Linked DNA regions of Mus musculus: all the other regions are linked to region 1. Evidence: chromatin contacts called from public Hi-C, HiChIP or PLAC-seq and Micro-C data. All regions are on one chromosome and are shown on one strand. The core of a region is the stretch at or near the end of the contact, and the rest is flanking DNA. Distances in the headings are between cores, read along the strand shown. Region 1 overlaps Dock4 (dedicator of cytokinesis 4). Region 2 holds the start of Lsmem1 (leucine-rich single-pass membrane protein 1). Region 3 overlaps Immp2l (IMP2 inner mitochondrial membrane peptidase-like (S. cerevisiae)). Region 4 overlaps Immp2l (IMP2 inner mitochondrial membrane peptidase-like (S. cerevisiae)).

The links. A called contact is a pair of places that touch in the nucleus more often than the background predicts. HiChIP or PLAC-seq counts read pairs in DNA pulled down with a chosen protein or histone mark.
Region 2: a contact with region 1 is called in an H3K27ac HiChIP or PLAC-seq map of embryonic stem cells, with 5 times the contacts expected there. The contact joins the promoter of Lsmem1 here to the enhancer-like site in region 1. A contact is called at or near these places in 11 of 39 promoter capture datasets (the HPC-7 cell line, cranial neural crest, embryonic stem cells and 5 more), 2 of 15 datasets of contacts at CTCF or cohesin (the NIH/3T3 cell line and large pre-B cells), 2 of 484 Hi-C or Micro-C datasets (bone marrow-derived macrophages and nephron progenitors), 2 of 115 datasets of contacts at active chromatin or transcription factors (embryonic basal ganglia and embryonic stem cells) and 4 of 9 other capture datasets (adipose tissue, embryonic stem cells, liver and 1 more).
Region 3: a Hi-C map of the N1E-115 cell line shows a contact between it and region 1, with 5 times the contacts expected there. The contact joins two enhancer-like sites. A contact is called at or near these places in 3 of 484 Hi-C or Micro-C datasets (the HPC-7 cell line, the N1E-115 cell line and palatal mesenchyme).
Region 4: a contact with region 1 is called in a Micro-C map of embryonic stem cells, with 4 times the contacts expected there. The contact joins two enhancer-like sites. A contact is called at or near these places in 1 of 484 Hi-C or Micro-C datasets (embryonic stem cells) and 9 of 115 datasets of contacts at active chromatin or transcription factors (astrocytes and embryonic stem cells).

The regions. Positions count from the first base shown.
Region 1 is chr12:40,835,267-40,838,355 of GRCm38.p6, reverse strand. It overlaps Dock4 (dedicator of cytokinesis 4), which reads right to left. Exons shown (of 53, transcript NM_172803.2): 50 at 1,654-1,726. Among named protein-coding and RNA genes, the nearest start is that of Immp2l, 190 kb to the left of the region's middle. Within about 2 kb of position 1,290, at least 38 of the 459 cell types and tissues checked have an H3K27ac peak or open chromatin away from gene starts, as enhancers often do. A contact at or near this core is called in the N1E-115 cell line and embryonic stem cells, where this site is marked.
Region 2 is chr12:40,197,351-40,200,722 of GRCm38.p6, reverse strand. Lsmem1 (leucine-rich single-pass membrane protein 1) reads left to right here and starts at 1,408. Exons shown (of 4, transcript NM_001033437.2): 1 at 1,408-1,516.
Region 3 is chr12:41,772,050-41,775,041 of GRCm38.p6, reverse strand. All of the region lies in intron 6 of Immp2l (IMP2 inner mitochondrial membrane peptidase-like (S. cerevisiae)), which reads right to left. Among named protein-coding and RNA genes, the nearest start is that of Gm40412, 170 kb to the right of the region's middle. Within about 2 kb of position 1,266, at least 2 of the 459 cell types and tissues checked have an H3K27ac peak or open chromatin away from gene starts, as enhancers often do. A contact at or near this core is called in the N1E-115 cell line, where this site is marked.
Region 4 is chr12:41,725,725-41,728,764 of GRCm38.p6, reverse strand. All of the region lies in intron 6 of Immp2l (IMP2 inner mitochondrial membrane peptidase-like (S. cerevisiae)), which reads right to left. Among named protein-coding and RNA genes, the nearest start is that of Gm40412, 120 kb to the right of the region's middle. Within about 2 kb of position 1,399, at least 29 of the 459 cell types and tissues checked have an H3K27ac peak or open chromatin away from gene starts, as enhancers often do. A contact at or near this core is called in embryonic stem cells, where this site is marked.

The sequences.
Region 1 (3,089 bases), core at 41-2,540:
CAGAACGTAGTCAAAAAGACCACAAAACCTTAAGCAGTAACCAAGCAGGACACTTCCCCAATATTAAACCTCTCTCTAATTGGTTACCTAACAGAGCTGACATTTAATTGAGTAACAGCAGGTCTCTTTATTTCCCTCAAGCTGTCAAACAGAACTGCAAATCTCTATGCCAGGGAGTAGCAACCTGCTGAGAATTCCAAATGTGTTTAGATGCTGAGAAATAGATGGAAAATATAGTCATCAGCCTATTTGTAGAAATGTCTGAACAAATGGCCATCTAAAGGAGGTGATGAGGCAAAGGGCACTCTCTTATTTCAACTGTGTGGCAGAAGTACCAAGGACAGGGTTGAGGGTGCCACACTGACCAGTCCTGTCAGGAAAGGATGAGTTCCAAATGGACAGATTACACTAAGTAAGTCCTGAGAAAACCACTTGGACTGCTGATAACGTCATTGTTACTTTGCAATCCATCTGCTCCAGGCATCACGGTGTAGGAATATAGACAGCTCTGCTAGGAAGCAGGGCAGGACACACAAGGTTATGAAACACTCCACAATGAAGTTTCTAATAGTAAAACCAGCGTTCCCGCTTGCTTCCCGTGCAGATACTGCCATCTGACGGACGCAGTGAGAATTGCCACGTTTTATTCCTCCAAGTTACTGCTTTGATTTAATGGGGTGGAAATATTTTAAACATTATTTTTTTTTCTCTATTTCTTTTATATTTGCTGGGTAGTTTTCTTTAGTAAAGTTGGTAAAAATAACAGCACATCCCTAGTTTCTCCTGGTGAAGATCAATGCTTGACTTACAACATTAAAGCTAATTCCATGCTTTAAAATAATTTTGGCTAGGCCCTCACTAATTTTCATCTCCCTTTGGGAAGTTTTAATGTTAATCTATCAGTGTACCAAAATGGTAATACAGCCTAGTTCTTAATGGGGGCAATTAAAGTGCACTTTACTGGGACATTTCATTAGTGAGTCTTGATTCATTAGCCTGCGAGACTGCTATTTTTGAGGCCTGACCCTGAGAGGCAAACGGGTGACTTTGCAAGTCCCTGCACCCACAGTGGAGGAAGCGACATTTAATCTGCTCTTCCTGGTCTGTGTGTTGCTAATTGGCTTCTTAGCTCTATGCATGCATTTGGTGTGTGCATCTTATTTGTGTGTGCTTGACCTTGAGGCGGGCCCCACTCCATTATGCGTCTGATCGCAATGCTTGCATGGCATTTAATGGTACAAGAGCCTGTGTGAGTGACCACCAACAACAGTTGAGCTGGCTGAATATGAGCTTTGTGAAGGAGACAATGGATGGGGTCTGTGGAATCAATCTGAGGAGTAGCTACTTTCATTGTGTGAACTAGTGGCTTAATTGGCAACTTTGCTTCAGGGAGAGCAGGCTTGGCCTGGGCTCGCTGAACAACAGAAAGCCATTACACAAAGGAGCTTCTAATTTGCTCAGAGCTTAGGAGTTTATGGAGAATGGATCATGATAAACTGCCTTTCACTAATTGCCTAAAGATCACACTCACCCTGATCATTAACAGTCTAGAGCTCTACCTGCCACACGGCACACAGAAGACTGGGGGAAATGAGGACACAACAAACCCTGACACATTCTAGGACCTACAAGGGGTGGATGACTGGTACCCACCTTTCTCAGGTGCAGAAAGGTTGGGGTCACTTCGAGGCAAGGCCCCATCTCCAATATGATTAAACAGCATCCTCTGGAAAGGGAGAAGAGTCCATTTTTATGATATAATATGCTGAGGTAGGATGCCTTTTAGAAAATGAGATGGTTATCTCCTTATGAAACTCTTTGCTCAAAACATTTTCTATATGGTATAATGAGCCTAGGAACAAATAATTAAACTCTATTTAAGGAGAAAAGGGGAAACAGAGTCTTAGGTTTTCTGAAAGAAACATAATAAGAAATGGTGTTTTACATTAAATATAAATGGTAAATAATTACTCATAATAAACATAGGGAAAATTAATAGTAAGAATTCGCTAGGTATGATGTTCTTTACAAGTGTATACTGCTAGACTGGCAGTATGACATGAATAAGAATGAAAGGAGAAATATTAATTTAAAAACCTACTATATAGACAAACTTATAGTTCAAATACTATAATAGACAAAAATGAGCTAATGAATATTCTATAATTTTAACCTACAAAATTACCAATATTACATAGCTCTACCTAACTCATGAAAAGAAAAAGTGGAAACCTACAGCATTATACATTATTATAATTTTGGTAACATATATACTGATTCAAATTTTACCCAAGACAGATAACTCAGGACTAATCAAGGAAGCCTTTCAGAGTTTCCCATGCTGGCACATGATCTCTTAGAGCAGATGAAACAAACTGAAATCCCCTTGCAATGCCAGTGACAACGGGAAATAAAATTGGTTAGCTGGTTCAGGCAAACGCACTCAGAAATCATTTCTGCAAGACATCAGTGCTGCGCAGAGGAGGTATCCTGGGCCTTTCGGGAAGATCACACAATCAGCAAAGATAAACCAATCAAGCCAAATCCCACTCGCTCTCATCCAATTCCAGATGCAGCTACAGACTTCTGCCAGGATGGTGTAGAAAAACAGAGAAATTAGCTGGAGCAGAAACAAGGAGTTTTCTCTGCTCTTAAAATTAGTCCCAAATAAACTGTGAAAAAAACTCAGGGATACAACACGAATCTTCAACTTCGTACCCACCCTCCAATGCACATACGTTGCCCCTGGACTGGGCCTGTGGCCCATGCTCACTCAGGTTTTTGAAAGCGAGGTTTGAGTGACCGGCGGAACCACATTCCCTAGCTCGTATGACATCTCCAGGACACAGCCCCTTTCCTGGTAATCCATGGAAGATCAATGGCAAAGGCAAACAGATTGCACCTACATTCTTGGGGAAAGGAGTCAGCTGCAGCTCTTCCCAATAGCTATGGACAAACAGGAAGGTCTGGGCAGAAGCAGGAGTCTTCCCCTAAATTCAGTTGTTCTTCCCTCCCCAGACTTCTACTCATACACATGCAAACACACACACAGATGGTTTATTCACTGGCTTTTCCTTGGAATGTTGTTG
Region 2 (3,372 bases), core at 159-2,658, 640 kb after region 1:
GACAGGTTTGATGGATGGACACATGCATGGGGTTGTCTCATCGCTGCCACTTTACCCTCCCTGGCAGTGGAGGCTGTTTCCCATCTCTGGAGGACTAGTACTTGAGGTTATAATGTTAGAAGAAGGGGAAAACAGCCATCAAAACTGAAGCAAGTACTTCTGAGATGATAGGGGATTTGGGACAGATTGGGTAGTTAGAAGAGTTTTGGTTTTTGACCTGCATGACTAGATGATGGGAACATCTTCATTTTTTCTGAGCTTAGTTTTAATACAGGTGACAGCACTTAATGATAAAGGTATCAAGTGCATGGTCTTCTTGGTTCTCAAGCTATGGGAAGACCAAAAAATGTGAGATTCCTGTTCTCTGACAGTATAATAATGTCCCTAAAGAACCGTGTAAGAGAAGCTGGAACACACAGAGCTATAGAATGAGCGGGCACTTGTGAGCGAAGGCAGATCTTAAACAACTGCAAGTCTGTTTTCATCCAAACTGTGTGTGATCTGGCACCCGGAGCTTGCAGGCCCCAGCTCTCACTGTAGTACCTATTGTGTACACCAGAGGGCAGAAACTGCCTGCCACTTGTGGAAAGGAAACAAGGCTGCTATTTCCAAAAGGCAGGTGCGCTTCTGAAGCCCATTTTGGATGGAATGCTGAAGTGTGCAATCTTTGCACCCACAGACACTTTTTGTAAAGCTAATTGAAAGCCCAGGAGTCCCCGGACCTGCTGCTATAGTTTAGATCTCTGAAGTCTCCTTAAAGAAAAGTGTAGAAGGCTTGCATGGTCACCAGCCTGGAACCGCTGGAGAATGGTGGATCTTTAGGTGTGAGGCTTGGTTGAAGACAAGTCTTTGGCCCTTTCCTCTCAAGCCTCTTCTTTCAGCTGTACCTGTTACCATGTTTTCTATTTCTGCAAGCCTAGATCAGAGGTCTGAAACGGGGGGCGGGGGGGGGGGCTAGTATAAAGCTGACTTATTTTGGATACAGGGATGGAAATCTAACACATCAGCCACTCCGCTAGTTGTGTTATCACAGCTATCCTCCCTGTTTACTGAGGTCTCTGCACACCAGATGTCCCAGTGGCAGCTCCTGCCTGCTGCAGGGTATTTATACACAGGAGCACAGCACAGCAGAAGCGCTAGCTAGGAAATGTGCTGTCAGACGATACAGCCACTTCCACTGAGTAAGGACTTTCAACTTGAGCTTCATATGAACCACATCAGTTACCAACTGAATCCAGGCTTGCCGGTCTGTTGTTTTAAAGCAAAGCTTCACCAATTCGTATCTTAAACTCGGACATGAGAGCGGAAGCCACTGCAGGGAATCTTGTTATCGCTTGGCTACATTTACACTAAATATAGACCACCAATTATGTGCTGGGTTTACGGGCCTCAGGGGAGCACTTGTGAGCAGCAGGAAGATTAAGAGCGAACTACAGAACTGGTAGAAAGTTTGGCTGTAGTTGTTCCTGAGTAGTTGTCTTTTCTAGGAAACCGAGCATTGGAGGCTCACGTCTTTGTAAGTAATTTGCATGCTATTTCTTACTGAGACCGAATGATGATTTTTGAGTCCTTGGGGTTTTGATTGCATGTATTCTGTGCTTTTCGACTGCTCATAGAAAAGATGTAGACTTGATTTTTAAAATTACCTCCTGACTTGGAGGCATGAACTCAGGAATGCCGTTCATACGTGGCCGTGGCTCACTCAAGGAAGCATCGTATTAAGCTTTGAGTTCAGCCTTCATTGGTAAACAATTCTGAGTTCGTAGCATACAATATGGTTTTCTGCTTTGATACCAATACCTGCAGGGAGAATGTACAATGAGTTTTTTTTTTTCAGAGACAATTTTTATTTGTTGAAGTGTCCTACTGGTAGAGAATCAAGCAATTATTAGATGATGAAAGGCTCAGCTGTTAGCAGTGATCAAGAACACGGGAAAATGAAACTACTTACGTGTCTGAGTTCCAGGATCAGAAAAGAATCTGCCCAGTGGAGCTCGGCAGGAAGGCCAAGTTAGTGCGACACGGAATAGGTAGTGACACTCTGCAGCGGCCTCGGTGGTTGTTTCTGAATGCCCTCATTTCAGCTTCCAAAGATAGCAAGGGCTGGTGTTGACAGCTGTGGGTTCTGGTTTTCAAGGTGTGTCCTTGTATCCGTTTACTGGCAGAGTCCCTCAGAAGCCACCTGCAGGCCCTTGGAGCCCATGAATCACACTGCCTTTTTTTCCTCTACTAGCTTGTCTTTCATTTTAACATGTCGCAACACTGAAAAGGCTTATTGAAAAAACATCTACCAACATTGTGAGCTCGCTGTAAAGATGTCTCCTTCTAGAGGACTCCATTATTTACTTGGTCTATTTTAGATTTAGAAAAAAAATCTTGAACAAATTTTATGACAGATTTTATTCTAAATTATGTGTGTGGGCGGGGCATGTTTATGCCACAACACTTACTTGGAGGTCAGAGGACAAGTTGCAGGAGTTGGTTCCCATCGAACAAAGGTGAAGGAGATTGAGTTCTGGCTACCAGGCTTAGTGCCATGTCTCCGTAGCTTAGCTATCTTGGCATCGCCTTCTTAGTCTGTGGCAAGCAAAGTTTAGTAACTGGACTATTACTTTAAAAGTAGGACCTTTTAGCAGTGACTTTTGTAGCTAGTCTTCCTCTCCTCCTCCTCCTCCTCCTCCTCCTCCTCCTCCTCCTCTTCTTCTCCTCCTCCTCCTCCTCCTCCTCCTCCTCCTCCTCCTCCTTCTTCTTCTTCTGCTCTCTCTCTCTCTCTCTCTCTCTCTCTCTCTCTCTCTCTCTCTCTCTCTCTCTCTCTCAACAGTAGTGACATTCCTGAGGGTGAAATAGCTATTAAGTCAGATTCAGAAATAAACTGTGTCTCTGTTACCATGCCCAAAATAGAAGCTGAGTTTGTAACAATGATCCTACCATGTGACCACATGCACCTATTTTTTTCCTGGTCCCCTCCACCCCCACAGAAAATGGTGTTTGGAATAATAAAGTATAAGCAGGTGATGAAGAAAGCACTTCCAAAAATGTGGCTTCAAGCCTGGTGCCCTGGCATCCAACAGCACTTCAAGGGCATGGCTTATCTTCTAAGGGGTGAGGTTTGCTCTCTGAGGCACTTTCCTTCCCTTCACAGCTGCTGCTGGTCTTGTTTTTAACTGTATCCTGTCATTCTTTTAAGACTGCCCCAATGCAGGATATTTGAAGTACAATAATTTCAATATTTAAAGCACTTTATAGTAATGACTCCATACATGCATTCTTTCCAATTAACATGTCAGGATAATTAAAACATACAGTTTGAATTTATGAGAAAAAAATCAGTGCATGACTTTTGGATCTTTTTTTTAACCTTGAATATTAAAT
Region 3 (2,992 bases), core at 17-2,516, 940 kb before region 1:
TGCCAAAGGGCAAGCCAAAGCCATCTACTTGAAGCCTGAGGCTCTACCTCTGTATGTGGCAATGGACTATGCTTTTAACCTCTTGAGGACCTGAGGAGACGTGACCATGGGAGTCCGAGAAAACACAAAACAAGTGAAAAAGCGTAGAAATCTGTCTCCAAATTATCTGTGTTTGGTTAGGCCAAAAGTTAGGCCTGTCCCCTAAAATGCATTGTGTACAAAGGCATCTTCTCAGAAATCTTCTTTTGTTCTTAATTAATGAGACTGACTGGTTCACAATCTGCCTTATGACTATGCCTGATGGAACTTAATGGGAGGAAAGCTTAATTGCAGAAAAGCAATGGAAGAAATTCATTAGAGAAGGCTTGAAACCTGAAAATTATAGGCAAAGCCAGCTACCCAAATGGAAATTGAGCCATTTAAGATGTCTTAATTAGATTTAAAACCAGAGCTTAGAGAAACTAAATTAGCTCGATGGAATCAGGTTTTTAAAAAATCTTAGATAAAATGCATAGCTATTATTGGATTACTCAAGGTAGTCAGGACGGTTTTGTACTGATAGTTCTAAACCCAGCATTTACAAGTAGTTACAGCAAGAAGACAAAGGGGGGTGGGGGGGGGGCAGTGCTAGCAGGACATTTTAATAGTATTGCTTTTATTCCTAACCTTACAGGAGAACAACTGCTCTCCTGCCAAGTGTCTTAAAGAAATGCAGAAAGAGATAAGGACGGAGAAGATTAGTTTCAGCTTTGCTGGAAAGGAAATATAAAACAAAACAAAGACTCCCATGTATTTTTCATCAGAGTTAGAAATTTACATGAAACGGTTGTGATTCCAAGTGATGATAACACTGTTAAGGAGAGAGCCAGTCAGGCCCTCAGCACACTATTGTATTTACAAGATAAGAATGAGGATTAGAGCTAAGAATAGAGGAAATGGCGGAAGAGTAAAGTGCCTTAGGGAAGTACCACCCTAGGCCTGCCTCCCATCAGTCTTGAGTACTGGGCATGATGCCTCTGACACAGTGTGGCTACTGCATCTTAGAACACCACATACACCATCTTCTTGCTTAATAGAATCAACATGAATGAAGAGGAAGCAAAAACAAGGACGGAAAATGCCAATTATACACTGCAAGAAGCGCGCTGTAAAAAGTCGAAAGCTACCGGAGGTGACAGAAGGGACATGAGCTTTGAAGAGGGGCTCGGGGAGAACGAGGTGTCTAGGCTGAGACCTGAAGCTGAAAGAAGGAGCAGCGAGCGACTCACTGGCAAGGAAAGAATATTCCAGGCTGAGCTTTCGTATGTGGTCCTGGTCAAGGAAGATAGCTCGGGCAGGGCAGGGGACAGGCAGCGGACAGGAGGAGAAGACGGTGAAAAGAGCTGCTCAGAGTAAGAGAACAGGAGGAGTTCACTAGCAAAGCCAGAGAGAGCAGGTGCAATGGCAAGCTTGGGCAGGTGAGAGAAGAACTATCAGAAGTCAGTTCTGTCCTGCCACCAGATCTCCAGGGATCAAACTCGGGTGGTCACAGCAAGCACTGTTGCCTGTGGAGACATCTTGCCAGCCTTAGACGGATATTTTTGAAAGATCATTCTCACTATGGAGACAAGCTGTGGAAAGAGAAGCCCTTGGATTCTCAATACTTACTTGGTAGGTGCTGTATTCATTAAGTATTCACATTGGGAAACACTTTTTTTAGGCATCTCTTAGTTGCCAGTTTCATTGAGCAAGAAAGAAATGCAAAGATCAATACGGCTTAGAGTCTGCTTTCAAGAAATGTAACAAATTAGGAGATAAATATGATTTATCAGAAACAAATATTTGTTTGTAGGTGTGTGTAACACGCTAAATAAAGGAGAAGACAGGGAAACTTTACAAGATTAACACCGAAAATTGGCCTGGCAAAGACATAAAAAGAAAATATTCCAGGCAGCAGCAATTAAAAAATATTGCAGAAGACTATGGGATAGAAGAGAAACTAAAGAAGTATGGTGACTCTTATACCAGAGTGGAAAGAGGAGACCAGGAAAGGTAGGTTGTGCTAAACAGGTGGGGGCACACTATGAGTTAAGTCCTTAACTTAGTCCTCAGAGCAGGACGTTTGCTGTTAAGTTACAGAGTTCTATTACATGCTGACTGAAGACACCTAAGAGCCCTGTACTTAGACAATTAAAACAAGTGTCCCAGAAAGAGAGGCCATGGGACCAGGGGTACCATTTTTTCTATTTCCTTACTTTGTCTGGGAAATAGACCACCTTCTGGTCCCTCTTTCTATGTGGCTCTTGTTGCTGTTGTTGAATGTTTCCTTTAATTTCATGGTAATTTCTTCTTAGCAGGCCCTGTCTCTATAGAAACACTAGAGCTCAACACAGTGGTCAAATACTTCATTCCAAACTGCTGTCTCATTTCATGAGTCCCTTCATGCTTCTATGTTCTGAAAAATGCTTTCTCTCTAACATTCATATGTTAAAATATTATCACTAGTATAATAATGTTAGCCCTTGACACACTGATGAGACGAAAAGGCTGGGTTATGGGGACAGGGCTCTATTATCATGTGAGGGGCATGATTTCTGTACCAGAGCCCTTAGGGACCTGCTTTACCCATTTTCCACCATGTGATGGTACAGTGCTATCTATGAACATCAATCAGCATCCTCTGTCTGCTGGCAGCTTAATGTAAGACATCCTTGCCGCAGTAACTGTGAGGAATACCTTTCATTGTTTATAGACCACCGAGGTATTAGTATTCTATTATAGTGGCCTGAACAGATGTGCCTCGTCCTGGGTAAGCTTTCTACTAACTAATATCATGACGAAGTGATTTGTGATCACAGCTTCTCTGGCTAGTAATATAGTCCTGATATTAAAAATATATAACCCTCCAACCTAATCATTTAACCTCAAGAAATATGAACACCCAAATCGTAAAAAGATTTGTCACTGATAATGTCGGCAGTCGTTTCTTAGAGCAGAGTGAGTCTGAGGCCAG
Region 4 (3,040 bases), core at 150-2,649, 890 kb before region 1:
GTTATATTTAGGCAATGATAAGGTGTGAAAGAGGTATAGACATCAAAGGAGAAAAACTTCAGGGGCCCCAAGATGGGAGGATTCTGAAAACGGAAGACCAAGATCAGGTGAATCAGAGAAAACTTTGAGGGTGCTTTGAAGTCTAATAATAACAGGAAACCACAGAACTATTTCTTGCAGGAAATTGGAGCTGCTAGACTTGGGTAGATAGTAGGGGAGATTGTAGGCAGTAAAGAAGATTCCTATACAGTTATATTTGGGATGTGACTCTAAAGGAGGAAGACAGAAGAGTTTAGAGTGTTCATGGTAGAGGTTCTATCTTGCCTTTGTGGTGGGCTAAATTTGGAAGTAGTGAGACATTAAGAGACCTACTGAATTCTATCTTAATAATTGGGTGACTAGCCATGCCATTTACTGAAATGTGGTAATTTCAGACAAGACAAAAGCTGTCTGAAGGAATAGAGACAGTGTAGTAATTATGAGGAGCATAATAAACTTCCAACTATGATAAGTTTTAAAGCTGCAAATCTGAACACTAATGCACAAAAATAGCATTTAAAGACATGGGGCCAATTTTCTCAATGAGGGCTTTCAGTGAAAGGTCAGGACATAGCTGGGGGCATGACAGCATTGAGAGGCTTGGCAGCGGACAATGGAAATGTAGATCAAGCCTAGGAGAAATAGCTAGGTTTTCTGGGTTCCAGGAAACCAAGAAATGAAAGTCTTCAAATTATTTTAAAAAGGATGTGATCAACCACATCACATGTGCCAGGAGGTGGAGTAAGAAACACACAGAAGAGATCACTCACCAATGTGGATGACATGAACAAAACTCTGACAACACCTGAAGCAAATATGTGACTCTTTATCTTCTGAGACACATGAGAAGGAGAAAAGAAGATGTGAAGAAAAGCTCACTGCAGCTTCAGGAAAGTCACAGGTCTTACTCTAAGGTTGATCTCAGTGAGGGACACATGCACAAGTATGACACACAAGAGAATATGGCAAAGATACAAACTAACTATCTGGCACTTACACTGCATCAATCCAAACATAGATCTTAGAATGTGTCATTATATGATGGCCGTTTTATTACTGACTCTGGAGACAAAAGGGAATTTCGGTAAAGACTTCTAATTAATTATTCAACAAAGACTAGCCCAAGCCAAGTCTACAAATATACTGCTTTTACAGGCTGCTCCTGGAGGAACTTAACAACCCTCCTCTTGCTGCAAAACTGCCAAAAGCCTGATGATTAATACCAATTGCCCATTTGTTAAACAGTGCAAATCACCCTTTGTCATTTAAATTGAACTCAATTTGAATGTGCATAGGTTGCAAGTAGAGAGCGGAATCTGGAAGGCACACTTGGTCTTAAAACAGAATACATTAATCTTTGCTGGCAATGCTCCCGGTGAAACCACAGACCTTAGTGCTGGGCTTTGGGTGGGTCACGCCATGAGATTTCCAGTTGCTTTCTCCAAAGAGAGATGGCATGGCATGAAACAGGGCCCACATAAGCTTTAGAGAGAAGTGAGGTCTTGTGTTTTCAACCTTATGCTTGGCTTTGACTTGAGATATATTATACCAAGAGCAAGGCTAACTTCCAGAGCTCTGAAAGCTCCGCAATTCATAAGGGTGAACAGGGACTCATTCACACTCAATAATTCTTAACAGGCTTTTTAAATTACTCCATAAGATCAGCTTTTCATGAAACTGCAGACACTCAGACACATAGTTAGTTATTGGTGATTAAAAACAACAACAACAACAACAACAAAAGCCCCAGCAGCTCTTAAAGCCCCAAGTTTTTGTGGGAGAGTAGGCTCCTTTACACATAGTAAAGCCTAAGGTCTCCTTTGGCACTCTAGCAGGCACTTGGAAACTGCTTTTGCTAAAACACCGGATTACTACTCAGGACCAACAAGGCAACTGACACAGGATAAAGCTGGCATCTCTACCTTCATTTTGTATGTGTCCTCTTTATTATGTATGTCTTCTGCTTAGCCCTGTATCTAGACATGTTAATTATCCAAGGAGGTATCTTTCTGAAAACTCAAGGCACTTAACCTATCCCAAGCCCCTTCAAGGCTGAAGGCACAAGATAATAGTAACCAAGGCAGAAGCTAAGCCCATGAAGTCTCACCAACATGGCTACCTAAACCTGACAGAGCAAAGACAACACCAATAGACCTGCTAATGTGGAAGAAGGAAAGTTCATGAGGCCTCCACCCTAGACAAAGAACTATAGGTAGCTATAGAATGCTTACCCTGCCCCACACCCCCACCCCACTCCTAACCCCCAATAAAAGCCCTCCAATTAGTTATACAATACCAAGTAGTCATCCATAAAATTGTATATACACAAGTATCAGTATACAGATATTCAACAGGACACACACACACACACACACACACACACACACATACACGGGTGGGGGAGGGAGGGAATGATAGAGATTTACAATTATAGAAAAAGAAGCTATTAATTTAAGAGAGAAGTAGGGGGCTGGGTACACGGAAATGGTTGGAAAGAGGGAATGGCAAGGGGGAATAATAATATTGAAATATTAACGGTGAAATAGTTAGTACCAGGACACTCCAAGCCCTGGCCTAACTATGTGACCCTTGACCTGCATGGCCAGGCCAATGACTCTCAATCCCACAATACTCTTGGCTCAGTTCCCACCCTCACTAGTGTGATGTCATTTTCTGTATAAATTAGGAGATCACCCCCTCCTCTCTCTCTTCCTTCTCTCTCCCCTCTTTCTCTTTTTCTCTTCTCTGCCCTTCTACCTGCTTTGCTGCCCCTCTACTTCTGCACAATAAACCTCTCTTACTTGGAACCACCTTGGCCTGGTCTGCTGTTTGGTTTACCTTCTGAAAACATATAGATTAATATTATTTGATATTAATTAACACATCAGAAATAATATTTAACTTTCAAAGGAATTATGATTGCATCATTTCCCCCTTTTTTCTTCTAACCCCTTCCAGGTCCCCTTGAAACAAAGAGTAACCAAGGAATCTTACCATCTGC